7 separate regions of the Mus musculus genome follow, and all the other regions are linked to region 1. A link is a contact called in public Hi-C, HiChIP or PLAC-seq and promoter capture Hi-C data. All regions are on one chromosome and are shown on one strand. The core of a region is the stretch at or near the end of the contact, and the rest is flanking DNA. Distances in the headings are between cores, read along the strand shown.

Evidence for each region. Promoter capture Hi-C pulls out the DNA fragments that hold promoters and counts their contacts. A called contact is a pair of places that touch in the nucleus more often than the background predicts. HiChIP or PLAC-seq counts read pairs in DNA pulled down with a chosen protein or histone mark.
Region 2: a Hi-C map of pro-B cells shows a contact between it and region 1, with 5 times the contacts expected there. The contact joins the enhancer-like site here to the promoter of Thtpa in region 1. A contact is called at or near these places in 2 of 39 promoter capture datasets (pre-B cells and stem cell-derived epiblast-like cells), 4 of 484 Hi-C or Micro-C datasets (B cells, long-term hematopoietic stem cells, pre-B cells and 1 more), 2 of 115 datasets of contacts at active chromatin or transcription factors (bone marrow-derived macrophages and pancreatic cancer cells) and 1 of 9 other capture datasets (adipose tissue).
Region 3: a contact with region 1 is called in an H3K4me3 HiChIP or PLAC-seq map of bone marrow-derived macrophages, with 5 times the contacts expected there. The contact joins the promoter of Sdr39u1 here to the promoter of Thtpa in region 1. A contact is called at or near these places in 3 of 39 promoter capture datasets (the 3T3-L1 cell line and embryonic stem cells) and 2 of 115 datasets of contacts at active chromatin or transcription factors (bone marrow-derived macrophages and memory CD8 T cells).
Region 4: a contact with region 1 is called in a promoter capture Hi-C map of second pharyngeal arch cranial neural crest. The contact joins the promoter of Nynrin here to the promoter of Thtpa in region 1. A contact is called at or near these places in 9 of 39 promoter capture datasets (the 3T3-L1 cell line, cranial neural crest, embryonic stem cells and 5 more) and 1 of 115 datasets of contacts at active chromatin or transcription factors (embryonic stem cells).
Region 5: a contact with region 1 is called in an H3K4me3 HiChIP or PLAC-seq map of the SCID.adh cell line, with 8 read pairs. The contact joins the promoter of Ltb4r1 here to the promoter of Thtpa in region 1. A contact is called at or near these places in 1 of 39 promoter capture datasets (pre-B cells), 2 of 484 Hi-C or Micro-C datasets (B cells and embryonic stem cells), 3 of 115 datasets of contacts at active chromatin or transcription factors (the SCID.adh cell line, embryonic stem cells and large pre-B cells) and 1 of 9 other capture datasets (liver).
Region 6: an H3K4me3 HiChIP or PLAC-seq map of embryonic stem cells shows a contact between it and region 1, with 10 read pairs. The contact joins the promoter of Tgm1 here to the promoter of Thtpa in region 1. A contact is called at or near these places in 9 of 39 promoter capture datasets (the HPC-7 cell line, cranial neural crest, embryonic stem cells and 4 more), 6 of 115 datasets of contacts at active chromatin or transcription factors (embryonic stem cells, memory CD8 T cells, pancreatic cancer cells and 1 more) and 1 of 9 other capture datasets (adipose tissue).
Region 7: a contact with region 1 is called in a promoter capture Hi-C map of the HPC-7 cell line, with 2.9 times the contacts expected there. The contact joins the promoter of Gmpr2 here to the promoter of Thtpa in region 1. A contact is called at or near these places in 17 of 39 promoter capture datasets (the 3T3-L1 cell line, the C10 cell line, the HPC-7 cell line and 11 more), 3 of 484 Hi-C or Micro-C datasets (embryonic stem cells, pre-B cells and uterus), 5 of 115 datasets of contacts at active chromatin or transcription factors (embryonic stem cells, extraembryonic endoderm stem cells, memory CD8 T cells and 2 more) and 2 of 9 other capture datasets (adipose tissue and pancreatic islet).

Annotation. Positions count from the first base shown.
Region 1 is chr14:55,093,247-55,096,769 of GRCm38.p6, reverse strand. It overlaps Thtpa (thiamine triphosphatase), which reads right to left and starts at 1,986. Exons shown (of 2, transcript NM_153083.5): 1 at 764-1,986. The coding sequence starts at 1,310.
Region 2 is chr14:54,231,668-54,235,190 of GRCm38.p6, reverse strand. No RefSeq gene overlaps it. Among named protein-coding and RNA genes, the nearest start is that of Dad1, 20 kb to the left of the region's middle. Within about 2 kb of position 1,725, at least 138 of the 459 cell types and tissues checked have an H3K27ac peak or open chromatin away from gene starts, as enhancers often do. A contact at or near this core is called in B cells, adipose tissue, bone marrow-derived macrophages and 4 more, where this site is marked.
Region 3 is chr14:55,898,567-55,902,089 of GRCm38.p6, reverse strand. It overlaps Sdr39u1 (short chain dehydrogenase/reductase family 39U, member 1), which reads left to right and starts at 1,858. Exons shown (of 6, transcript NM_001082975.1): 1 at 1,858-1,900; 2 at 2,170-2,276; 3 at 2,361-2,443; 4 at 2,785-2,906. The coding sequence starts at 1,885. Khnyn (KH and NYN domain containing) reads right to left here. Exons shown (of 8, transcript NM_027143.3): 8 at 3,310-3,523.
Region 4 is chr14:55,852,418-55,855,940 of GRCm38.p6, reverse strand. It overlaps Nynrin (NYN domain and retroviral integrase containing), which reads right to left and starts at 1,826. Exons shown (of 8, transcript NM_001040072.1): 1 at 1,515-1,826. The coding sequence starts at 1,712.
Region 5 is chr14:55,763,966-55,767,488 of GRCm38.p6, reverse strand. Ltb4r1 (leukotriene B4 receptor 1) reads right to left here and starts at 1,527. Exons shown (of 2, transcript NM_008519.2): 1 at 1,396-1,527; 2 at 1-256. The coding sequence starts at 247. It also overlaps a transcript of Ltb4r2 not described here.
Region 6 is chr14:55,711,977-55,715,499 of GRCm38.p6, reverse strand. Tgm1 (transglutaminase 1, K polypeptide) reads left to right here and starts at 2,008. Exons shown (of 15, transcript NM_001161714.1): 1 at 2,008-2,113; 2 at 2,746-3,066; 3 at 3,211-3,399. The coding sequence starts at 2,751.
Region 7 is chr14:55,670,648-55,674,170 of GRCm38.p6, reverse strand. It overlaps Gmpr2 (guanosine monophosphate reductase 2), which reads right to left and starts at 1,936. Exons shown (of 10, transcript NM_177992.2): 1 at 1,787-1,936; 2 at 1,370-1,465; 3 at 1,102-1,221. The coding sequence starts at 1,456. Nedd8 (neural precursor cell expressed, developmentally down-regulated gene 8) reads left to right here and starts at 2,291. Exons shown (of 4, transcript NM_008683.4): 1 at 2,291-2,376. The coding sequence starts at 2,359.

The DNA.
Region 1 (3,523 bases), core at 737-3,236:
TTTCAGAACTAGGCATGGAAACAGAAACATCTGACAAAGAGTTCACCACTGCCCCCGCCCCCCATACCAGTGTCATGCTCAGCCAAAAGCATGGACAACGAGGTGTGGCTACCTACACCTGTAATGCCACAAGCTTAAGGCCTTTCCTGGGCTACATAGAAGACCACAGAAAGAGCCAAGGGAATAATAACCATGTAGGAAGTTGAAAGAGAAAAGAGAAGTTTGTGGGAAGGATCAAAGCAGAGACCTAATAAATAGAACTAGGAGAATTAAGTGATAACCAGGATGAAGATTGGGAACCGGGAAGAATAAAATCCAAATTAGCTACTAAAGAATTGGAAAGGATTCTTATCAAAGTGTAAACAAATTAGATTTTCAAGAAAATCTCTACAAAAAACAAAAAACAAAAGCACATAATTAAAAGGTGCCACATGCCTTTAATCCCAGCACTTGGGAAGCAGAGGCAGGCGGGTTTCTGAGTTCGAGGCCAGCCTGATCTACAGAGTGAGTTCCAGGACAGCCAGGGCTACACAGAGAAACCCTGACTCGAAAAAACAAAACAAAACAAAAAACCAATTTTCCTTACAAAAATGATTTCCCTCCACTCCTCTATGGCTCAGTAAGGACCTGCAGTGAGGTTAAGTGAGAAAAAAGGACAGCCCAAAGGGCCTGCCTGTCTTCCTCACCCACCATGTTCCTGAGCATAGAAGGGCCTGCCTCCCTCCCCCACCATGCTGCGCACACAAAGACCTGTCTCCCTCACCAAGCATGCTACTGACGGTGATGATCTTCTCTAGGGCAGCCGGGACTTCAGCCTTCTCGTGCACCATGGCCTCTACCTCACCCACAGCATAGCCGAAGTCCGCTGAATCCAAGTCTATTGTGAGCTGAGGCTCCTGTCCATGGGCTCCAGATAAGGCCAGCTTCCAGGAGCTTCGCGTAGTAATAAAACTAGCCACCTCCTGCAGCTTCAGCGAGCCCAGGACAGCAGCCACACCTGCAGGCTTCTGCTCCCCAGACCCGAGCAGTTCAAAGAGCTGGGCCACAATCGCAGCTTCCGATGTGACTTCCACATACTCATTGTGAGGTCCTGAGACACCTGTTACTCCAGGACATTTGAGCTCCCATCCACTACCTTCTCGTTGTCGCAGCCAGTGGTCAGACAGCATAAGGCTTAACTCAGAGGTATCATAGTATGTGTCTCGGAAGGTGACCCGGTGCTCCAGGGTGGCCCCCAACTCCTGCAGCCTTTCCTCCGTGTCAGGCCCTGGAGCGAACTTTCGCTCCACTTCAATCAAGCCCTGGGCCATATTAACCTGCAACCCTGTTTGCCAGGTATTCACTGAGTGCTCAAGGTGAGGACTAGTCAGCAAAGACGGACTAGTCCTGGATCAATTTAAGATGCATATACACTGTCCCAGAGCTCTGCTCCAGGTTCACAGGGCTCTACTTGGAGGTCTCTGCGGGCTGCAACAATGGTGACAAGTCTCCAGTTAAATCCTACTACTGATAACCCAAAAGGCTCCCTAGCAAACAGGCCGTAATGCTGATGACCTATCTTCTCGCTACACCTTGCTACCCAAGGCCAGTGATTCACTGCCCAGGATGATCTGCCATTCTTCGCCTAGCACCAAACAGCGGTACCTCGGGACACTCTTCAAGACCCCAGGGTCTCCTTCTCCCGGGACCCGGAAGTGGGGGAAGGGTGCCCACGCTACACCCGCGAGGAATGCCGGGAGCGGTCTCCGGCTCCGGACCTTAGTCCAGGCTCTTTACGCGCGAGACCGGTCCCAGCACTAGCGGCCATATTAGACCGGTGTGGCGGTGCCGATGACAAGCTAGGCCTGAGAGGTCTGTTAGGTTACGTGCGACCCAACCCGGTGGGCAAGAGAAGAGAGAGCTTCCTCTTGCCCGCTGTTCATCCTGCATTTTTCCTGGAGCCCAGGAATCGGCCAAGATCTCGAGCCTTAGCGTGAGCCTGGCATCCTGGGCCTGGTGCATGATGGGAGATGTAGTTTCCAAAGGACCACCTCACCTTTCCTGCCCACCGATCACTAAGGAAATCAGAATTAGTTTCAGCAAGCGGGACTCTACCTCAAGCTCTACAGGAAGGCTTTTGGGGGTGGCGAACGGGAAGAGTAGTTCCCAACCCCTCCCAGTGTAGACAGTGAATGCGACTGATAAAACACAAGCTATGGCTCCCCACTAAGTGGGGAGTTGTAATGGTTAGTGGAGTAATTCAGTGGTCACTTGGAATATTTTTTATAGTTGTTTTGTCTTTTGTTGCTTCTTGTTGTTTTGACACAAGGATCTCATGTAACCCAATTTGACCTGGAACTCCTCATTCCTCTTCGAGTGAGTGCTGGGTTACCTGTGTGAGCTGCCATGCCCTTACCTCTATCCTGGGATTTTCGAGAGGATAAATGGGAAACTTTCTGTCAATGGAGGAAGTGATGTTTTGAATGTGAATTAGAGATGTAATGGGACAGCTGGAGTGATGGATGCTCAGCACTTAAGTACACTTGCTGTGCTTACAGAGCTGGGATTACCTTCCCAGCACTTAAAGCGCAGGTGGCAACCTCTTTAACTCCAGTTACAGCGGGGTTCTTACGCCCTCTTCTGGCATCCTCCTGTACTGTACTACAGACAAAATACTGGTACATGAGAGTGTATGAGAGAGAATGAATGAATGAATGAATGAATGAATGAATGAATATGGTGGGATTTCTGGAGACCTAGGTGGGAATAACCGCCTGGGTAAAAGCCCAGAAACTAGCTACAGCACCTAGCCAGTATCTAAGCTGACGATGGCTTGAAGTGCAATTGAGTGGCGGGTTGAAAAGCCATGAGTGAGTGGCAGACTCAGTTCAACAGTCGCGGAGGTGGCATTGTTGGGAGTACGAGCAGTAGACAGGCAGAGTGCTGTGCTGCTGCTGGTTTCCCACCATCGGGGAAGCTGAGGCAAGAGGTGACAGCTTGCGGAGAGCCTGAGCTACAGACTGACTTACAGCCCCTCCTGGGCCAAGAGTGAGACAGGCAGGGAGCATCATGGGAACTTGGCACTTACAGACATGGCATTTTGAGCTTAGGAAGGCATTAAACAAACTCCTGCTTCTGGTCTATGGGTTGGATCTTATAGAACACAGAAAATACCAGTGCTTCAACAAGACTGAAAAGTAAAGCCAAGGATCTGAGTGGGGAGGGAACAAGTCCGAGACCCCATCTCTTCTCATTAGCCCAAACCTCACCCGTCCGTCCTCTTTTGTAGACCCACTTGCTCCTGGCCATGGTACAACCACCCTCTCCCGCTTCAGTTATATGAGGATTGAAGAACCAGTTACAAACTTTATTTACTGTTACATGGTAGAAACTCAAAATATTGGTTTCATAAGAAAATATGCCACGCAGCAAGCTTGGGCTCTGGAGACCACTGAGGGTTTACATCATGGGACTATTACTTATCGGCCATGCAATCTTGAGCTGGGAAACCTTATTTTCCTCTAATATAAAATATAAAATAAAG
Region 2 (3,523 bases), core at 476-2,975, 860 kb after region 1:
GTGTCTCTTGGGCAGTATAGAACAAGTGCAAAGTGTGTGTGTGTGTGCGTGTGTGTGCGTGTGTGTGTGTGTGTGTGTGGTGAGAGAGAGGTGTGACTGTGACTGCAGGCAGGTGTGTCTGTGTATTGCATTCTGTGTGACTCTGTGTGTACGAGAGGTTGTCTGTGCTGCCTGTGGCATGTGACTGGCGTGTGTGCGCGTGCACGGGTGTTGATTTCTCTCACATTGTTTCCCAAAGCTCCCTCACAAGCCTTGGTCTCACGTCACAGTTGTCTTCAGAGGGTCCAGTTCTCCTGAAGTAGGTCAGGAAATGAAGCTCAGATTTGTGCTTAAGACCATAGGTCTTCACAGGAGATCACTTTAAAGACAAAGCCGGAGTAGAGTAGCGTCTGCTGGCTGAAGTCTAGGCATCCTGTATCCAGTGAGCTCTGTGTCTCTCAGGAGCAGTAAGTTTGCCATATATGGGGAACAGCCCTGTCGTGTTCCCCTGAAGCTGATTACCAAATGACCCGTGCTCCAGAAGCCCTCCCATAGGACTGCACGCTGCCATAGGCTGAGGAACTCACGCTTCTGTTGCCCGGGTCACACTGGATCAAATCAGTCTCGGGTGTAGCTGACTACCCCTATCCTGGATGATTGAGGCTTGCCATTCAGTGGGTAGTCGGCCATTAGTGGTACTGGCCACTGTTGGAGCTGTTGGAAAAGGAGACTCCCAGGCCTTACCCCCAAGCGACAGAAGCAAAGCTTTGCATTTTAACACGGTGCCAGGTGGTGGTGTGCACCCGGAAGTCTGAGATGCCCGCATTTCCAGCTCTGGGTGTATCCTGCAACTACCCGGAAGCTTAACAGAGCTTGAGCCTCTCCATTCTTTATTAGCTCTTTGCTTAGCTAGACATACTCCAGAGTGAGTTAACAAGCCTTTTAGGAATGGTTGGGTTCAATATAATGACAAAACCTGGCAGGGGTCCTGTGGGCCAAGGCCTAGCACTGAGGAGAAGTTCACTAGGATGGCTGAGCGATCAGTGTGCTCGACACTCGTGCAGACATCCTGCAGCTTTCCCCGGAGAAGTGGATGAGGTTTACTTTGGATTCAATAAGCAGATATTTCAGATATGAAAAGCAATCGGACTTTAAGAGCAAAGGAAGACGTCACAACAGTACGCGTGAAGATTTACATTTCTCGCAGTGGCTTAGAGCCACCTGGGCCGGGTACTAGTTTCCAGGCGCAGATCTGCTTTTGTCTCGGGGTTGTGATTTTCCCCTTGGACTAGCCTTGGCGGCAGGCGTAGCTTGTTGTGAGTTTGTACCGTTTACAACAGTACAAACTACTTTCAGGGGTCTTGAGTTCAAATTTGAAAATGCACCATAGGCTTGCTGTAGACTTTAGTTAGCTTGCTCTGTGGCTCTCAGTTCCATACGCACAGAGAGGCTAACCGTGGGTTATTCCTCAACTAGGGAAGGGCCTTCCACAAGGCTCCCCGGGCGGAGGGGTTGGTTTTGCTGACTCAGGTACTGTATGGGCTGAGGGATGGATGTCCTGCTGTTTCCTGCAGCTTCCAGCTCACACCTCCTCTGTGTGTGTGTGTGGGGGGGGGGGTTATTTTTATTTCCTGTGTTCAATCTGTGGGGCTGCAAGCCATTTACCACAACTACTGTACATTGTTCCTTGCTCGGCAGTGGTGGGAAACAGCCCTTTGCACCCTCTGCCTACACACTTCCTGTCACCACGGCATGCAAATGTTCCTCCTGCTTCCTCTCCCGGCAGCCTGCACCTCTGCTCTTTGATCACGTCTGTGATCTTGGCCCACAAAGCGCTCTTGTTATGATTGTTGGAACATACTTGGGGGAAGTGACAGAGATTTGTTCCCTTCTTTGGGAAAGTCAGCAAGCCAGCCAGCATCAGCTAGTTTCCAGCACCTGGAAGCTACTAGCTCAGTTGTAGTTCTGGTGGGTTGTGGACTGGAAGTCTAGGCTAGTGTTTGGGTGCCTCATGACTTAAGATTTATCTTAGGGTTTTCATTGCTGTGATAAAACGCCATGGGGTGGGGTGGGGGGTGGAAGCCCCATGGGAGGAAAGGGTTTGTTTCAGTTTACAGCTGAAATCCATCAGTCGGGGAATCGGGGAAGTCGGGGCAGGAATGCAAGGCAGGAGCTGATGCTCAAACCAGGGGTGAAAGCTGCCTGCTGCCTTACAATACCTTGCTCAGCCTGCTTTCTTATAGCAGGGCCAGCTTGCTCAGGGTGGCACCACCTACAATGGGTTGGGCTTTCCCTCATCAGTTACTAAGAAAATGCCCCCACAGGCTTGCCCATCAATCTGAGGGGGACTTTTTTCAATTGACATCCCTTTTCCCAAATGATTCCAGACTGTCAAACTGACATGAGAACTAGCCAGTATAAGACGATAGCTAATTAAAAAAAAAAAAAATTTTTTTTTCCCCTGGGTATGTGTGGTCCTTTACCTTGAATAAGAACTTTAGTGAGAAAGAAAAAAATGAGAATTTCTGTCAGACTAGACAGAAATATTTTACTTACTTAATTTTGAATTTATAAGTCTGAGCACACATTTTTTTTTTTCCTAATGTGGGCAGCCCGGTATTGTGGAATGTGCTTTGCATGATGTAAAGTGTTGAATTGAGACTGTGTTCCGCTACATATTGTCTTTTGAACCTTAGAGGACCCTCTGTCTGTACAATTCTGTAAATAATTAATTAGGCGCCTGGGCTGTGCCCAGTAGGCATGGGCTATAAAGATAAGAAGCAGCCTCGCTGTCTAGGGGGTGAGTAAACCCACTTATGCCCTGTGTGTCTCGCACAGTATCAAGTGCCTGTTCCCGTCTGCTGTTGAAGTTCTATGATCCCGTGAGGTTCTCTAATCTCACAGGGATGTAGTCTCCTTTCTCCAAGTGGGGAGGTGGAGCGTTGGGTTGCCAGTGTTAGGATGTGAATCTTCTTTCTGACTCAAAGCATTTATTTGCTTTGGATGAGCTAATGACTAATGAGTCTGGGAGCGGTGATGCTTCACGCATCAGCTACAGATTCACTGGCCCTCATGGAAGGCAGCAGAACTGGCATCTCTCACATGATGCTTCCTCCCTCAGCACCATATCCAGCCGGACGGGGTCTTGCCACGGACCTCGCTGGCCAGTGGGAGGAGAGAGGTCTCACTAGGGACCCATTCTTGCTGCTCTCACAGGGATGGACCACTTTGCTTTAAAAAATTAAATATTGCCGGGCGTGGTGGCGCACGCCTTTATTCCCAGCACTCGGGAGGCAGAGGCAGGCGGATTTCTGAGTTCGAGGCCAGCCTGGTCTACAGAGTGAGTTTCAGGACAGCCAGGGCTACACAGAGAAACCCTGCCTGGAAAAAAAAAAAAGAAAGAAAAAAAATTATGTCATTTCCCCCTTCCCTCCTTCTCCCTCTCATCTACTTCCCTCCTCCCAATACTTTCTCAAATTCATGGCCTCTGGCCTTTTTAATTGTGATAGGTGTGTGTATGTTTATGCACACACACACACACACA
Region 3 (3,523 bases), core at 609-3,108, 810 kb before region 1:
ATGGAGCCTGGAGAGGCTGCCTGCTATGGCCAGGCAGGAACTCTGGTGGAGCAATAAGGACACCAACCCACCCACAAAACTTTTGACCCAAAATTTACCCTGTCTACAAGAAATGTAGAGGGCTGGTGAGATGGCTCAGTGGGTAAGAGCACCCGACTGCTCTTCCGAAGGTCCAGAGTTCAAATCCCAGCAACCACATGGTGGCTCACAACCATCCGTAACAAGATCTGACTCCCTCTTCTGGAGTGTTTGAAGACAGCTACAGTGTACTTACATATAATAAATAAATAAATCTTTAAAAAAAAAAAAAAAAAAAAAAAGAAATGTAGAGATTGGGGATGGAGCAGAGATTGAGAGAACAGCCAATCAGTAACTGGCCCAACTTGAGACACATACCATGGGCAAGCACCAATCCCTGACACTATTGATACTCTGTTATGCTTGCAGACAGGAGTCTAGCATGGCTGTCCTCTGAGAGTCTCCACCCAGCAGATGACTCAGACAGATAAAGACACCCACAGCCAAACAGTAGATGGAGCTGGGGACTCTTATGGAAGAATGTGAGGAAGAATTGCAGCCCCTAAGGGGATAGCAACTTCACAGGAAGACCAATCGAATCAACTAACCTGGACCTTTGGGGCTCTCAGAGACTTAACTACCACCAAAGAACATACATGGGCTGGACCTAGTCCTCCCTGCACATAGGTAGCAGATGTACAGCTTGGTCTTCCTGTGGGTCCCACATAACTGGAGTGGGGGCTATCCCAAAGGCTGTTGCCTGTGTGTGGGATATGTTTTTCTAGCTTGGCAGCCTTGTCTGGCCTCAGTGGGAAAGGATATGCACCAGACACCAAACTTGGTTCTTAAAGTCCCAGAAGACAGTGTGGTTTCTACTCAAGGCAAAAATGCAGCGTTTCTTGTTTGGTTTCAGACCAGGATTATGCCCAGGGACTGAGGCAAATATTTTACATTTTTACATGTTTACAAAGCAGACATGGCCTCCAGATTCTCCCATCATCCCTCAGACCCTACCTGGCATACCTTGCCTCCAACCTTGAAGTTTCCAGACCAGGGGCCTGGCTGCCCTTCCTCAAGAGGCTCTTCCCTATAAAATTCAGACATTTTGTGCTCTCTCCCTACCCCCTCCCCCATCTCTCCTTCTCCCACCCCGTGTCTCTCTCTGCTCGGTCGCCCTTTCTCTCTTTCTCCTCTCCCCCACTCCTCTCCATGGTGAGTCCCCTGGCCTTAATCCTTGGGGCCAGTTAACTCCCAATAAACCTGCCTTTAATGTAAACTAGTCTGGCTTGAATCGGCTCATTTCACCAGCGGTAGAGAAATGCCTATCATTTCTAAAAGGAAGGGAGAAAGAACAGTAATTTTGGCTGGGCGATCAATCAAAATGATCTACAACTGGGCATTAGACTTGGTGAACTATGTGTTCCTGGAGGGCCCTGAAACGGATGAACTGGGAAGCAGGGCACGGGTGGGATGCACGCTTGTGAGAGCCTTAGCTGCGGAAGCAAGGACAAGAGTGCGCACATGAACTGGAGAAGAAACTCTGACACCCTCGAGTCCTGACAGAAGGAGGCAGAACAGTGAGAAAAGATGAAGAAGAATTCCACAGTGCCCGCCCCCTCCCCACGCCCAGCGCTTCGCGGTCTAGAGTTGTTCTTTAGGAGCGGATCCTTTCTGCACTTCGTCCTCCATCTCTTTTGCGTCATCCACCCCTCTTCCCAGAGAAATTTATGGTCCTTCGCTATTACTATAACTCCTTCCGGGTCGGGGGAGGGTGGGGCACACCTAGTACTGAGATTCGCGTGAGGTGAGGCTCGTAGTCGCGTCCGGTGTTTAAATCTCGCGCAGGCGTGCTAGCTCCCTGTCGCTATGCGGGTGCTTGTAGGTGAGGGAGGGCAGAGTGGCGGGCCGGCTTAGGCTGTAGCCGAGAGCTGAGAAAACAGGCCCACAGGGTGCAGTCTCCTAAGCAGGCAACCTAGCCTTGGTTTCCCAGCCCCAAAAGCTGAATCTGTGCGACCCTGTGACTTTTGTCACCTCTGCATCGCGGGGTGGGTTGGAGAGGCCTGATGTCAGATGGGGACCGCACCCAAAGGGGCCGCCAGCAGATGACCTACCGCCACCCCGCTGAGTAAACAGTTTGTGCTCCCCCATCAGGTGGCGGGACGGGATTCATTGGGACAGCCGTAACCCAGCTGCTGAGAGGCAGGGGCCACGAAGTTAAATTGGTCTCCAGACAGCCTGGCCCGGGTCGAATCACGTGGGTAGGTCGAGCTTCTGGAAGGTGGGTGGGAGGGCAATTTGCGCGGGAAGGACAGTACCAGCCGGCACTGTACTTTCTCCCACAGAGTGAACTCAGTGAGTCGGGGCTGCCCCTCTGCGATGTTGTCATCAACCTGGCTGGAGAGAATATCCTCAACCCTCTGCGAAGGTCAACAGGGCCATAAAGCAGTTATCACCTGTACAGGGGGGAGAGAGGGTCGATGCCTGTGACCCGTGCATGGTAGACATAAACTTGTGCAAGTGTCCCCTTAAGCCTTTGGAGCCTGTTATATATCAGCGTCTACTAAAGCCCAGTGTTGTGGATAAAGAGATATAGCCCATGCCTATTGGGGGCCGGGGGAGAGAGTCCTATCTTCTTAGCCACCCCGAGCTATGCATTAAGACAGGCTTAGGACAACAGACTTACTGGGAGGGGAGCCGGATGAGTGGGGAGGATATGGTCTAGGTGCATGTCTGCACTTTTGACCTTTTCTTTCATTTTCTCTGCAGATGGAATGAAACCTTCCAAAAAGAGGTTCTTACGAGCCGCTTGGATACTACCCACTTGCTAGCCAAAGCCATCACCGAAACTGCGCACCCACCTCAGGCTTGGATTCTAGTCACAGGTGTAGGTACGCTCCCAAATCACCAGCCTCTTACATTAACGGAGCCAGGGAGAACAGAGCAAGCAGTTGAGGCACTTGGGGCTTGCACCCGAATCACAGGTCCTTCCCAGGGTCACTGCCTAGGCCTCCAGCCTTGCAGGTTCTTCCTGACCCAGATCTGTACTGTCACAGTCTGGTCTTTATGGGTGTGGAAAGGCAGAATGGGGGTGTGGGGTACTTGGCTAGAGAGCCTTTATTGGGAGCCCTCAGAGAAAGAGGTGTGGTACGGGTCCTAGTGCGCACAGAAGGCATCTCCCCACTCCCACACCCCTTGCTTTTTTGCACTGCAGTTCTTTATGAAGAGCTCCCTTTGTTGTGTCTCCTTTGAGACCACACAATTGCAAACAATTAAAATGAGTAGTAGCCACCATACTATTATATACATATTATTTAATCCTTACAACTTTATGAGGTAGGTACAGTTACTCCCATACTGAGGATGCAGATTTTTTTCATACGGAGAAGTAACTTGCCAAAAAAAAAAAAAGTCACAGATGTCAAGAATGGTCCAGTTCAAGCAGCTTAGCACCTACGTTTCTGTCCCTACCCACTACAAGCTAGCGGCCTCTGGACACAGCCTGACA
Region 4 (3,523 bases), core at 577-3,076, 760 kb before region 1:
CCTGCAAGCTGTTCCCACCTTCAACAATGCCTCTCTCTGGGGCAAAGAGGGACACAAGAGGAAACTGACAGAGCCCCTGGATCCACTTAGCAGGGCTTGGAGTGAGAAACTCAGGGGTAAAAAACTATAGCCCAAAGAGGCTGTGATGCTGACAAGCTTGAAGCTGACTTGAAGTTTAAACAAGAAACACAAAGTGGAGCATCTCAAGCAGTGCTCTTCAGGGGCCCAGGGGGAGTAAGTGGCTCAGTGGCAGAGGGCCTCTGTGGTATGCACAGGCCCTGGGTTCAGTCTCCATCTTTAGGGAGGCCCTGGTCAGCTGATTAGTTCTCCATGAAGGCTGAGCTGTGGTACTTTAACAGTAACGGAAAAAAATTAAGAACATAAAGAACCCAAAAGCCTCTTCTTAGCTTATCCTACACCAGCCTCTGAAACTAAGGGGCCCTGCACATCTGTTCTCTGGGCAGACACCTCTCCCCTCCCCCAGCACCTCTGTCAGAACTGGAAAAGTGCTGATGCAGCAGCTTAATGGGCGTGTTTAGGGAGAAATTTCCCAGCCTCCCCTTCCTTCTGCTGGCTGTGTTCCGGGCCTCCCCTACCTAGGCCCTGACCAACTGAGATGTGGGTAGAGCTTCAGCCAAAGGGTTAAAGACTAGCTTGTATCCGAGAGAAGGGAGTCCAGAGCATTCCTACTGGAGAAGATAAGGGAATCTGAGGGAGTAGGGGGCCCTTGGGTGTGACTGAACCAGAGGGAGGAGCCCAGGCAGAGAAGCCAAGATGAGCGTAAAAGGGACAAGCTGCAACCTGGCCTCTCCAATATCCAGCTCCATACAGCAGGCCCTTTCATCTCAACGTCCATGATTCCCTGGCATCCCAAGGCACTGCCTTCCAGAACAGATGCATCCTACTCTGCCGGCAGGGTCCTAGGTTCTACAACCTCCACCAACCTACTCCTTCCTGACTCTGATGACTGAGGCAGACCCTCACCCTCTCTCTCTCTCTCTCTCTCTCTCTCTCTCTCTGAGTCCTACTGCTTCGTCTATAAACTGCCAACGCCACTCTACAAGTGTCTCTAGGGCCCTCCTCTGGTCCCAGTACTCAGAGAAACCGCCCAGGATTTAAGCAGACAGAAAGAACGGAGGCCTTCCAGTGTCTTGGTGAGAACAAAGACATATGTTGCAGAGGCCACAAAAATGCAGGCCCTTAAACTGATCCCAAGATGGAAAATCTGGGCCTGTTTCTGACCAGAGAAGGCTGGTAGAAAGAGACTCTCAGCAGAGGTTCTCTCAGCACACTTAAAGGACAGAAGTGACATGTAAGAGAGGGGTGGGGCAGAAGGGAAAGAAGGAAGCAGAGGGACAGAGCAGGGGCCCCGCAGATCTGGAGGGAGGGAGGCCCAGACCCTGCAAGCCAAACAGCAGGACAAGCTCAACACCTCTGGGGACTCTTGACTGTTCAGGAGAGAGGGAGAGGATCTGACTAGGAGGGAAAGGAAAGAACAAAACGAAGCTGTTTACCTTGGCTTTGCCCGTATTTTCCCGGGGCCCCTCCAGCTGCAGCCAAAAGTAAGGGGTGTCAGGACGGCTCTGGAAAGCGGTCACCTTGACCCTGAAGATGCGCTGGACTTGCAGCCGCTGCCGGTGTACCCGGGGCTTCGATTTTGTCTGCACCATGAACCATTCCTGCGCTGGGGGTTTACCCCCCGACAAAAGCATGGCTGTCCCTCCGGCCCCTGGAAAGCGTGAGAAGTGTCACGGGTCCCAGCACCGAGGCCCCCAGCCACCTAGCCCTGCAGCCTAAGCCACGCCTCCCCTCCTTGAGGCGCGCCCCCCGCCACCGCCTCCCTGCTGTGGGTTCTGCGACCCACCCGCCAGCGCTCCGCGCCCGCCCTCCCAGCTCCGTCCCTTTCCGCCGCAGCACGGGAGACAAACCCTTCCTGCTAAGGGTTGTAGCTAGGGGTGGGACCGAGCGGATTCCCGCCGCCCTTCCTCCCCCTCAACCACCACCCCCTCCTCCCCTTCGACCTCGAAGCCAGGCCCCCTGGATAAACTCGCCTGAGCTGCTGGATGGCTTAAAGGGGCGCTGGAGACTGAGGGAGGGAAGGAGAGGAGGCTGGGCGGGAGGGAGAGGGCCAAACAGGGTCTTGGAAGCAACTGCCTTCCACCCAAGTTTTGTGTTCAGGGGTCAAAGTTCCTTCCTCGAAGGAAGGAAAAGGAAGGATTGAAGAGTTGATCTCTGAGACCCTGGTTTTAGATTCCAAGCAGTGTTCTACACACACACACACCACATACACACCACACGCGCACACACACCACATACACACCACACGCACACACACAAACACATCACACACACACACACACATGATCCTTGGTCGTCTGGACTTCCCTTGAAAACCCTTTACTACACCCATCTCTTTGTGGCAGGAAAGGGTTAAGGGAAAATGGGGTGGAGAGACCACAGAGGCTAGGGCCTGTAGAAACTATGGGCTGGAGACCAAGCAGGACGTAAAGGGTTACAGCTCTGACCCCCACCCCCACTCTAGTCTGGGGACCGCCTGGAACTGGCTCTAGGCCCAGGCCCTGCGGAAGCCCCCCAGGGCTGGAGGGGCAGGGGGTTAGCTGCCAGAGTTTTCAGGCTCGGGTTGTTTAGGAGAACCCCTTTTTTTAGCAAGTGTGAGTTAGAGTGTGAGGAGCCAGTGGGAGGTAGGGTCTCCAATCATCCTTATCCACAGCCATATGGTTGGCATCAGTGGTCCAAGACTAGCCCTGGGCTGGGGACACTCTCAAAACCCGAGCTGCCTTGGAGACATGCTCAGTACAAAGAACACTTTATGTGGTCTTGTAGCCTGAAGTAGCCTGGCACTGGGAAGGCACAGTCTGCAGCTGGGGCCTCGAGAGAACCTTACTTTCCAAACAAACCAAGAGTCACAGTCTGACAGACACAAGTATGACCTGACCCACGGGAACAAAGGACAGCTATTTTTTTTTTTAAACTGAGTCCTTTCCTAGGACATCGGTGTTACAGAGCCACCGATGTGTGTATGTATGCAGGCCAGTGGGGAGGTGCACGCTGTGCAGAAGGGGCCCAGGGGGAAAAGATTCAGGTTACTGCCAGACTAGACTGGATGGTCAAGCCCCACCTTTACAAGGTCTCATCCCTGGAATGGAATTCAGAGAAATAAAAGGTGGGTCTGTGGGGTTCTGGGTAACGAGTTCTTCAACCCTGCCCCTCCAGAAGGCTTTGAAGTCAGAGGCTGTCTGAGTGACCCCACTTCTCTCCACTTTCCCTGCCTTTAATTGTACTATCAAAAGGCAGGCTTGGCAGGGCACATCAGAAACTCCGGGTTTGCAGAAGGCTGAGCCCAGAGGCCCTGACTCAGAAGAGGATGGAAGGGTGTGCCTCAGTTTCCCTTCCAGGAGCAAGGGAGCCACACAGCCTCTCCCCACCCCTTCTGTTAGTGATGCTAAATTCTTTCTGCCAGGGCTAAAGATGTCAGGGAGAAGCCCCAGGTTTAATCCTATGT
Region 5 (3,523 bases), core at 278-2,777, 670 kb before region 1:
CTCGAGCCAGAAAGTGGAGGAAAAAGGGAGCAGTGAGCAACACAGCCAAGTCGGCCAGGGCCAAGTTCAGCACCAGCAGGGCGGTGACCGTGCGTTTCTGCATCCTTTTCAGGATGCTCCACACTACAAAGCTATTGCCAGGAAGCCCCACAGCCAGGGCCACAGACAGTAGAACAATGGGCAACAGAGACAGGGACATGCCACCAGGAGAAGAAGGTGCTGCAGGAGATGTAGTGTTTGCAGCCATCAAAAGGACCTAGAGAGTGAAAGTGGACACACCCATGAGGGGAAAGCCAAAGGATTCTTGACCCCCAGCCACATCAAACTAGCATGGAGTACTCTGGTCTCCAAAATCAGAAGTTTCAGAGGCACCTTCAAAATATGTCACCCCATCACTGTCAACCTCATTGCTCTTTTTTTTTTTTTTTTTTTTTTTTTTTTTTTTTTTGGTTTTTTGAGACAGGGTTTCTCTGTGTAGTCCTGGCTGTCCTGGAACTCACTCTGTAGACCAGGCTGGCCTCGAACTCAGAAATTTGCCTGCCTCTGCCTCCCAAGTGCTGGGATTAAAGGCGTGCACCACCACGCCCTGCCAACCTCATTGTCTTAAAGGCGCCTGGTTGAATAGAAAGACTAATTTCCTAACCAGGCTGTGGGGCCCCTTCTTTGCTTCAGACCCAGTTGCAAAATGTACAGCAACAGCAGTATTTCCAAAACCCTTCACACTCGTTTCCTTAAGAGAGCCTGGAACCCAGCACCAGGCTGGGAGACTTTCCTCAGCACTGTGCACGCCTTGAAAGGCTAACTCCTCTATCTCCCAAGAGGCCACTGTCCACTTTCTCCAGTCACCTACCCACACTCTCTAGAGCTGACCATGGGGCACCAGGAAGAGCAGGGCAGGGAAGAGTTAATGGACAAGAACCATCCCTTTACAGAGGTCGGGCTTTCTTTGGGGATTCTGTCTCACCATCTCTTCAAGTTATAATTGACACACACACCATACTGACACACACACACACTCACCCACAACACACTGACATTCACATACACACTCAAACACACACACCATACTCACACACACACACACACACTCACACACACACACACACTCACATACATACTCACCCATAACACACTGACACTCACATTCATAAACACACACAACATACTGACATACATTCACACACACACATAAACACACTCACACACACATACACACACACCACACACACACACACACACACACACACACACACAGACACCATACTGACTCTCTCACACACAACACACTGACGCATACATAAACACACACACCATACTGACATACTCACACACATACACATAAACATATTCAAATACACACACACACACACACCATATCATTCCTAGGATACTTACAGGGTTTCCCTGATGCTGATCAGAAGGTAATGTCTTGTCTAGTTGTTGGATATACAATCCTTGAATCTGTCTTAGTGCCAGGGTCCTGGTCCCACTTCTAGGTCTGTCAGCTAAGTCAGCCAGAGAGGAAGTACCACAGAGCAGAGCAAAGGAGGCGGGGCGGGGGAGCATCTTCCTGAGGGTGAGGCTGAAAACCCCCACACCTCCCTTCACTGTTGGGGTGGGACAGTCTGTGTTCCAACGCAGTCCAAAAGAGAGGAAGACTCTTTGGGTGGGGCTAAGTGAGTAGTAGCCAGAAAGGGGCAGTGAAGTAGGAAAGAGGGGTGCCAGGAGTGACTTGGCTTGGGGTGTGGTCTAAAAGTGCAGGTCTAGACAGGAGGAGTGAGCAAAGTTACGGATTGAATTGTAGGAGAAGGAAGCAAGGGAGAAGGCTAAGATTGAGACTGCTGATTTTAAAAATATTATCTTTGTACTTCACATTAACAACCTGCACATGCTGTAGTTTTTTGATTAATGCGCTTTTAGATTAGGTTGACCGCCTATGTTCTGTGTATTGTTGTGAGTTAGGGTATCATGGTATTAAAAACAGCATATTGGGGTCAAGGCCACCCTAGGCTATATGGGAGAGAGGAGAGAGAGAGAGAGAGAGAGAGAGAGAGAGAGAGAGAGAGAGAGAGGAGGAGGAGGGTTACAAAGAGAAAGAATATCAATGAGAATGTGAAAAAATGAAAGAAGAGAACCACAACCTAATCTTGACTTCAGGCAGGTCAGACCACAACTGTGGTGTGGCTATAAGAGACAAGCCACATCCAGCACTGCCCGTTCCAGGTTAACCAATTCTCCATTCTTTATGAGAGACATCAAAGTCTAATTGATCTCCTTCATGACACAAAATACGGATGTCTTCCCCTTACCTTACCCAGGCCATTTAGCAGCCCTGGTGGACTTTCCTTCTGGGATCTAGGCAAGAATCCACACTTCTTTCCTGTATCCCTACAGCCTTGTACCGTCTGGTTTCAACTCTGACAGGGAGAATGTGGGCTAAGCTAGGGGATACTGAGAATGAAGAAGAGACAGGATGGCTCAGGGCCAGCAGCCCTACCTCCCTCCAGCCCTACCACAAGAGCATCTAAGAATTTGTAAAGCCACCACAGCCTTCTACTCCCCTCGACAAAAGAAAGGATGCTGGCTCTCTTTGAAGTGTCCCGTAGCACCAAGAACACAGCCCTCCAGTCTGCACGGGCCTTTCTGTTTGTCTTTCACTCTGTCACTTCTTAGGCAAAGCAGCATAATGGTGATCACTGATGTCCCTTTTGTCCCCCAGTGCCCTCACCTGCTGTCAGTTGAGAAAAGCCAGATCAGCATTGGCCCAGTAACTGTCAAGCAGAGGATATGATGAAAAGGGGAGCTGAAACCACAGCAAAAACAGAGGGCAGAGTTGAGGAAGGATCTCTCTGACCACATGGGGTGTGTAAGGTGGAGAGTAGACAGCAGAGGAAGGTCAGGAACCTCTGCTCCAGAGCACCAGGACAGGACGGACTCTGTGTTTCAGAATAAAGCTTTGGGTTCAGAGCTCCAGGGTCACCCACGGCCCTTCCTAGCGGACAGTGGGTTATCTTTGCACTTTCTCCCCACTCCATCTTCCTTGGGAAGCCATCTTCCCTCCTCCTCCAGAGCCTAGGCATGCTAAGCACACTTCCTCCCTGATTCAGAAGTCACGTCAACCCTGGTTTTGGTGTTTGTAGCATGACCCTGGAGACTGAGTTTCCTTTTTGTGTGTGTGTGTGTCGGCCTCTGCCTGAAGGGTGAGAAATACCATTGAAGTAGAGCCCAGAGTAGCCACTTGGGAGGTCAGCTGTCTCAGTTTGCTGGGGACTGATGCATGTGGGAACAGGAATTCTGAGGGCTAGGAAGAATGGTCTGAGCCAACTAGGATGGACTGGTTGTGTGTGCAGCCATGATGCTCCTTAAAGGAAAAAACAAAAAAAAAAAAACAACAACAACCAAAACCCAAAAACCTTGCATTCTACTTTCCCCCTAATCAAAGGGGTCATTCAGGTTTTAGATCTGATAATAAAGAGATTCCAAAAGATGGAGGCTAGAAGTAATAGAGAAGGGTGAGGAACAT
Region 6 (3,523 bases), core at 759-3,258, 620 kb before region 1:
GGTTGAAAAGCCCTTGGGAACTCTGGTCCCATTTGATCCTCATACACTCAGGGATGAGATGATTAAAACATTTGAACTGACAAACTGTTCTGACCTGCCCAGGGTTGCTGAGCTCTGCATGCTGAAGCCACATACTAAACTCTTTGCTTTAGTGATTTAGCGCTTTTCCTGTTTCTATATTAATATAGAATGATTAAACAGAGGCCTGGCCTCAACTTGCCAAGGTATTTAGATGGGAGTCTACTCCTGAGGTGCACCCCACTACACTGTTGTGGCTTTGAAAGCCGCAGGGAACAAGGGCTCGAGGGAGTGGCTCAGGGGTTAGGGCAATGAGTCAACCTTAGCATAGTGGGAAAAGAGGGTGACTGGTTAAAAGAAGAAGAGTGTAGCAAAACCAGGCACTTTCCTGCTTCACTGGAATCTGCCGGGCACACGTGTGCTCACATGCCCCGCCCCTTGAAGCCACTCCTCTTCTTGTATCCTAAGTGATACACAAACAGTCCCCAAGTGAAGCCCTTTGGCTGACCCGCCACACACCTGCCTTGAATTTTGGTCTTCATTGCTATGTGTTAGAAGTCTGCTAGGTTCCAAGGCTTGCCAGCTGAACAGGGAAAAACTCACACCATGCTTACTGTCAGCCTTCTTCTGTAATCCCAGCACTTGGGAGGTTAAAGCAGGAGAGTTACTGTGAGCTCAAAGTCTGCCTGGGCTATATGTGAGATCATTTCAAAACAAACAAAAAACAAAAACAAACAAAAAAACCAAACAACCAATCAGTGTATATGTAGATCCTGGAGCTGTTCCTACTTCCCTGGATACCTTTGTACAGGATACATTTCCAAACAGATTGCTGCCTAGGATGCTGCTTTGTGTCTGTCTTTCTTTTCTTTTCTTTTCTTTTCTTTTCTTTTCTTTTCTTTTTCTTTCTTTTTTTTTTTTTTTTTTTGCCAATGCTATTTTCACTATCTTTGATGGTGGCCCATGGAGCGGAGTGAAGAGGTCCTAGTTGTCGGTGCGGTGCCTCGGACAGGGCCAGAGAGAGCCTCCCTAAAGCTGTCTGGCTCCTCTCTGCCTTGGGGCAGTTTTAATGACATCTCTGACGGTTCACCCAGAGCCAGGGCAGGAGCTGGAAAGGACAGAGAGTGTGTTCCTGGAGCCGGTTGGTCTGGATTCTCAAGAAGAATTCCAGGCTGCAAATGAGGGGAAATGCTTACCTCCAGCTGATGAGACACTCTCAGTGAAAGAAGGGAATACCAGGTAGCCTGGGGAGGAGGCTCCTGTCCACCCAGACCTGAAAGCAAGCCAAGACCTAAGCCTTCCCGAGACTTTCAAGCTGGGAGGATCTCGAACTTAGAAGAAACAGAGATAGCCCACTCATTCTGGGGGCTGTGGAACAGCTGAAAGAGAGACAGAAGGGTGCAGTATGCTGAGGGGCATGAGAAGACCTGGTAGAGCTGGCTGGTCAGGGACTGACAGGTGGAGCCAGTTTGAGGGCCTGGCCGCTGATGTCATCTGTCTGCAGCCTGAGGTACTGGGACCTTCCTAGGCAAAAGAAGTTCCAGTCCCAGGGACCAGTTTCACAGGGCCAAGCCCGGTGGGTGCTACAAGAGAGCTTAGCAGCAGGGCCCTCTGAGAGCAAAAGGAGGCATCTCCAGCTAGGGAACAGATCTGCCCTGCAGGCCTGAGTGGAAGAGCCCTTCTCTTTGCTCTCTGAACACCTAGTGTGGTAAGAATCAAGTTGGTGTGGGATCCGTCACCAAACGCCTTTCCTTTTCACTTCAGCCTCAGGTCTGACAGAACTTTGATCCGGACCCCCTCCTTAGCATGACCTCAGTTCCTAGAAAGGAGAAAGTGGGTGGAGCCAGTCTTTCCCGCCCCTACCAGAGGACAGCCCCCAGAGACTGGCCTCTTGACAGGAGGGATGAAGCAACCCTCTTCCCCTTTTCCCAGAAACTCGGCCCCGCCTCCCCTCCCCTCATAAACTGCTTACCCGGCCCGCCCTACACCTTCCACTCGCGTGGCTACGTCCAGCCTGTTGGTCCCGTCCCAAACGCCCTGACCTGCTCCACCCGGGCCCGGGACCCGGTGGTGCCATCACCAACACCGCTGCCAGGTGAGAGGCTCCAGCTTACACCTTACCTCAGTGCTGAGCCACAGCGGGCCTTCGCTGTCAAGGGACACACAGCCCAAGCCCAGAAAGGACCGATCTCCAGTGCGTACCTGCTGTGGGCTGAGACCCAATTTTCCTGGGGCCAAACTCTGCTTACGCCTGCTGTGCCATCTCCGCAGCCCTGCCTGAAGTTTGTCCAGACGTGAGGCATGTCGGGGGACTCTGACCCCTATGCCTCCTACCTGCTGTTAAATAGTCCTAGAGGCTGGACCTCTAAACTGAGAAGCCAGCGGGTGGAGAGACCGATATATACAGGGTTTGGAGGTGTTCTCTTAGGCAACTGTGCATTTCCTCAGATGGATCTTCAATGGTTTCTCCACTGGACATCTGTTTTTTAGTATGATTTGAGAGTGTCTATAGCAAGGTGGAGAGGAGGTTTTTCTCTGCAATATAAGGTGCTTCTTCTGGGTGACTGAATAGGGTCTTTGGGGCATCTCAGGGTGAGAATGTGATTATCCCAGTCACCTAGCTGGTACTGAACCAATTTCTCTGGATAGAGTTTCTGGGTGGGTGGGATGGACATCCCAGGCACAGGAGATCTGAGTGAATGAGCACCCTCTGTCTCTTCTACACAGGCACAATGGAAGGTCCTCGCTCAGACGTGGGCCGCTGGGGCAGGAGCCCCTGGCAGCCCCCTACAACACCGTCACCGGAGCCAGAGCCGGTGCCGGAGCCAGACAGACGCTCGCGCTCCCGCCGAGGAGGAGGCCGCTCCTTCTGGGCTCGTTGTTGTGGCTGCTGCTCATGTGGGAACAGAGGGGACGATGACTGGGGACCTGAACCTTCTGGCTCCAGAAGCAGAGGGACCAGCTCCCGGGGTAGGGACTCTCGGGGTGGCCGAAGACCCGAGTCTCGGGGCAGTGGTGTAAATGCAGCTGGAGATGGCACCATCCGAGGTGAGATTACACACCTTAACCTAGAGCTGAGCCTTTATGGAACCTAAGGTTTATCCTGGCATCTCTAAGGGGGCTTCTGAGACTTCTGAGGAGGGACTGGGCTCTTCGTGAACTCTTCACTGACCCATGGATGTGGTTTCACAGAGGGAATGCTGGTTGTGACTGGTGTGGATCTGCTGTGCTCACGATCAGACCAGAACCGCCGAGAGCACCACACGGATGAGTTTGAATATGATGAGCTGATTGTGCGCCGTGGGCAGCCCTTCCACATGATCCTTTTCTTGAACCGGGAATATGAGTCCTCTGATCGCATTGCCCTTGAGCTCCTCATTGGTGAGTGGGACCTGGAATGGGAAGGGTAAAGCCCCTAGACTTGAAGGGCTGGTGTTAGGTTAGAGAGGTCTTTAGGCTCCTCCCCGGCACTCCTCACCTCTGCCAAAAGAGGCTGGTGCCGGAT
Region 7 (3,523 bases), core at 687-3,186, 580 kb before region 1:
AGTTCATAAAAGCTATGGTGGTCAGCAGGTCTTAGAGATATGTTGCTGTGCTAAGTTCACCTAATCCATACAAACCCCAAGAAACACTTTTTTTTTTTTTTTTGGTATCTAATTTATTTTTTTAATCATTATTGAGACTTGGCTATATTTCTAAAATTTGGTTTCTGTAGTACTTGTCCACAGTATTGAAATCCATTTCCCAGTAAGGTTCATGAATTATAGCATGCCTTTTTAACAGATTTGCCAATTCCCCAAATCCACCTGTCAGAGAAGACAGACAAGATAATAGCCAAAACCCTGAAGAATTAGTAAATGGTAACAGGAATAAAGTAATAAAACTCCATAATTATCAATCTCAGAGAAAGCACAACAAACATTCTACAAAAACAGAAAAACAAACAAACAAAAACCCAGGTCTTTAAGGCCAACAGCCACAAACAGAAACAGAACCCACCAACTAGGGATACTAGGATTAATCAGCAAAGCACATTATGTTCTCAAAAGTGCCCAGGCAACTATCTACCTTCTCAACTACATGCATAGAGGCAAGTGATATTACTGTCAGGAGCAGTGTCTTCCATTTTCAAAGGGAACAATCTGTATTTAAGAACAAAACTTCCATTTGGGATAGATCTCAGAAACTCCCAGGAACCTAAAAGAACCTTAAAGAAGTGAAAAATTAAAATAATAGTAGGCATACAAGAAAACTAATAAACTCCTTTTTTCTGTAATATCCCAGGTTGAAAATTTTTAAATACTCAAAACAGTATTTAATTTCTGGACTAAACAGTGACTGCTTAATGTTCAAACAATGACTGACTGAAGAAATGCATGTGCTTGGGTTGACCTGGGTGGGCACTGGAAGAATTTGGTAAAGTATATAATTTATGGGAGATTATAATAAAAAAGATGAAACAGATCTAAATTTGAATCTCACTAGTTCAGACAGATCTTTGAACTGATCAAATGGTTCTTAGTAATGGAAAAAAAAATAGTAAACACAACATTCTGTTAATTGCCAGAGACTGGGAATACAGATGCAATTCCTCTGTAGCCGCTAGCTGGGAGAAGATCTGGTAGGGGGCATAAGGTTAATCTCACCTTACAGAGAACCCTAGCCATTTCAAAAGTGCCCACGGTATCCATATTGGCAGCAATGACAGGGATGCCACTGTACATCTGCTTTGAGTTCCGGAACGAAAATGATCTTGTGAGCTCTACCTGCAGACATTAAGAGGACATTAAGATTTCATTCATTCAGAAAATATGTATCGTTCTCGAACCTGACAGCTTTCTTGGACCTGGTCCATTAGAAGCTTGAGGTAAAAATAAATAAATAAATAAAAACCAAGGAAGACAACTGGCTCACCTCACTTCGAGACTTAAGAGTGCTGCGTTTGGGCCTCAACAGGACATCCTTGAAGTCAAGTTTCACATCATTATCAATATGAGGCATGATGCAAAGCTGGAGTTAGATTTAAAAAAAAATGAGGCTGTAAGACTGGGAAGTAACAAAGTTCGCCTCTCACGCTTAAACTGTGTAAAGTCAGATCAGGGTGTGGTTCTTCAAGTCTCCCTGGGACCATCCAGTGTCTGGATTATCCTAATGCTTCAATCCCAGGTATGATTTTTAGGGAGAATTGGGAAGAGATTATGGTTCCTGAAGGTGCTTCCTTACCTAGTTACTCTCCCTTTTTTCGCCCCTGCAAAGGGCAACTTAGAGTAAGAAGCTAACTTAGGGATGAGAAAAGAGATTTTAACCAGCTTCCGGCATAGCGGTACTCACTTCCTGTTGCTTTGACTCAGGTGGCAGTTGACCAAAGATTCTTTTGCTTAGCAACTAGCCGCGTGCAGCCTCGATGAGCCTTCAGGGCCACTCGAACGAGTTCCGCTAATTGCAAACTCGACTACCCAAGGAATTCTAGCTTCGGGCGCTGTGCAAGGCCTTCTGGGTAACAGAGTCCACACACTCAAGCTGCCGTTGAGTGCGAGCGGCAGAAGAACTACAACTCCTAGGATGCAAAGGACAGAGCTGCCTCCAGGCATGATGGGACAAGTAGTTTGTTCCGTTCCAGCTCGCCGCTAACACCAGTTCGGTGGCCACGCGCGGGGTCTCAGGGCGCCGTCTGGCTGTTCCTAGCCGACTTGCCTTTCTCTTTACAACCCCACTGACACAGAACACGAGGGCACTCCTGAGCGTTTCGGGAACCCGGTGGAAAGAGGAGAGGGTGGGTCCAGAGAGTGACCCGGAAGCAGAAGTGTTCCTTGCCGTGGAGTGCTGGGAAGCGGCAGCGGCAGCAGCGACCACAGCGGGAGAAGCAGCACTCTAGCCGCCTGCAACCCCAACCTGGGAAGAAGATGCTAATTAAAGTGAAGGTGGGAGCGTTTCCAGACTTTCCAAGACTCGGTGCAGGGTTGGCCGCTGCGCCTTAAGGGAGAGGCGGGAAGGAAAACCATGCCTTTCCTGAACTTGGAGGGCTGACACCCTCGGGGCCCTGCGCGAGGCTTGATGGGAACTAGGGGGACCCCGGGAGGCTTTGAGCTCTGGAGGCCGATCCAGCCTGAAGACTTCGGGTCTTACAAGGAAGCCTGTCCTACTTTCTTGCCAGTCTGTATTCAGACCCAGAAGGAGGCAGCGTTTGTCCTGGTCTCACTGTATTCAAGCCCTTGCAGTCATAGAGAAGGCCTGGCAGCAGCTTGGCTCCTCACTCCAGAATTTTTTGGGAAAGCTTTGTCCCCTGTTCTTCATGCCTAGATTGTATACTTCTCTCAGGCCCTAACACAGGCTCCCTCCAGAGCACAGCACTGATTAGAGTCTGATGAAAGTGAGGGCCTTTCAGTAGCTAGACTACGAGCCAAGGTTAGTGTCTCACCCGTCTTACAGTAGCTAAGCTCGGAGTGGTACTAGGCACCTTCTGTCGGAACTGGACATTAAGAACTAGCCTCATTTCTTTGGCTAATTTAGGCTACTTATCGATGCGTTGGTTCTTGGTACTCTGTCTTCAACTCCCGTAGATGTTCAGTTTTAAACCCATCAGGCCATTCTGCTGTACATTTAGACAGAGACACAAAAATGATAATAATGAGGAGGCCTGGCATTAATCTGACCTTTTCATTGCTGTGTTCAGTCTATCTTCAGTTACTGGACACGTCAACTATTAGCCTTTTTTTCTACATTCCTTCCAAAAAAAACTTTAATTAAAGATTGAAGTCAGAGGGCAAGTTGATGATTACTGTTTTTCAGACATGGGTAATCTATGAATTAGCAATAGGTCTTTGACTCTTTTTGTTTGTTTTGTTTTGTTTTTGGAGACAGGGTTTTTCAGTGCAGCCCTGGATGTCCAGAAACTCACTCTGTAGACCAGGCTGGCCTCGGACTCAGAAATCCGCCTGCCTCTGCATCCCAAGTGCTGGGATTAAAGGCGTGCGCCACCACTGCCCAGCAGGTCTTTGAGTTTTAAACACCATTTTATTCTTTGTTTTTAATATATACAACACTGTGTTTTGGGTAGGCTCAGACTTA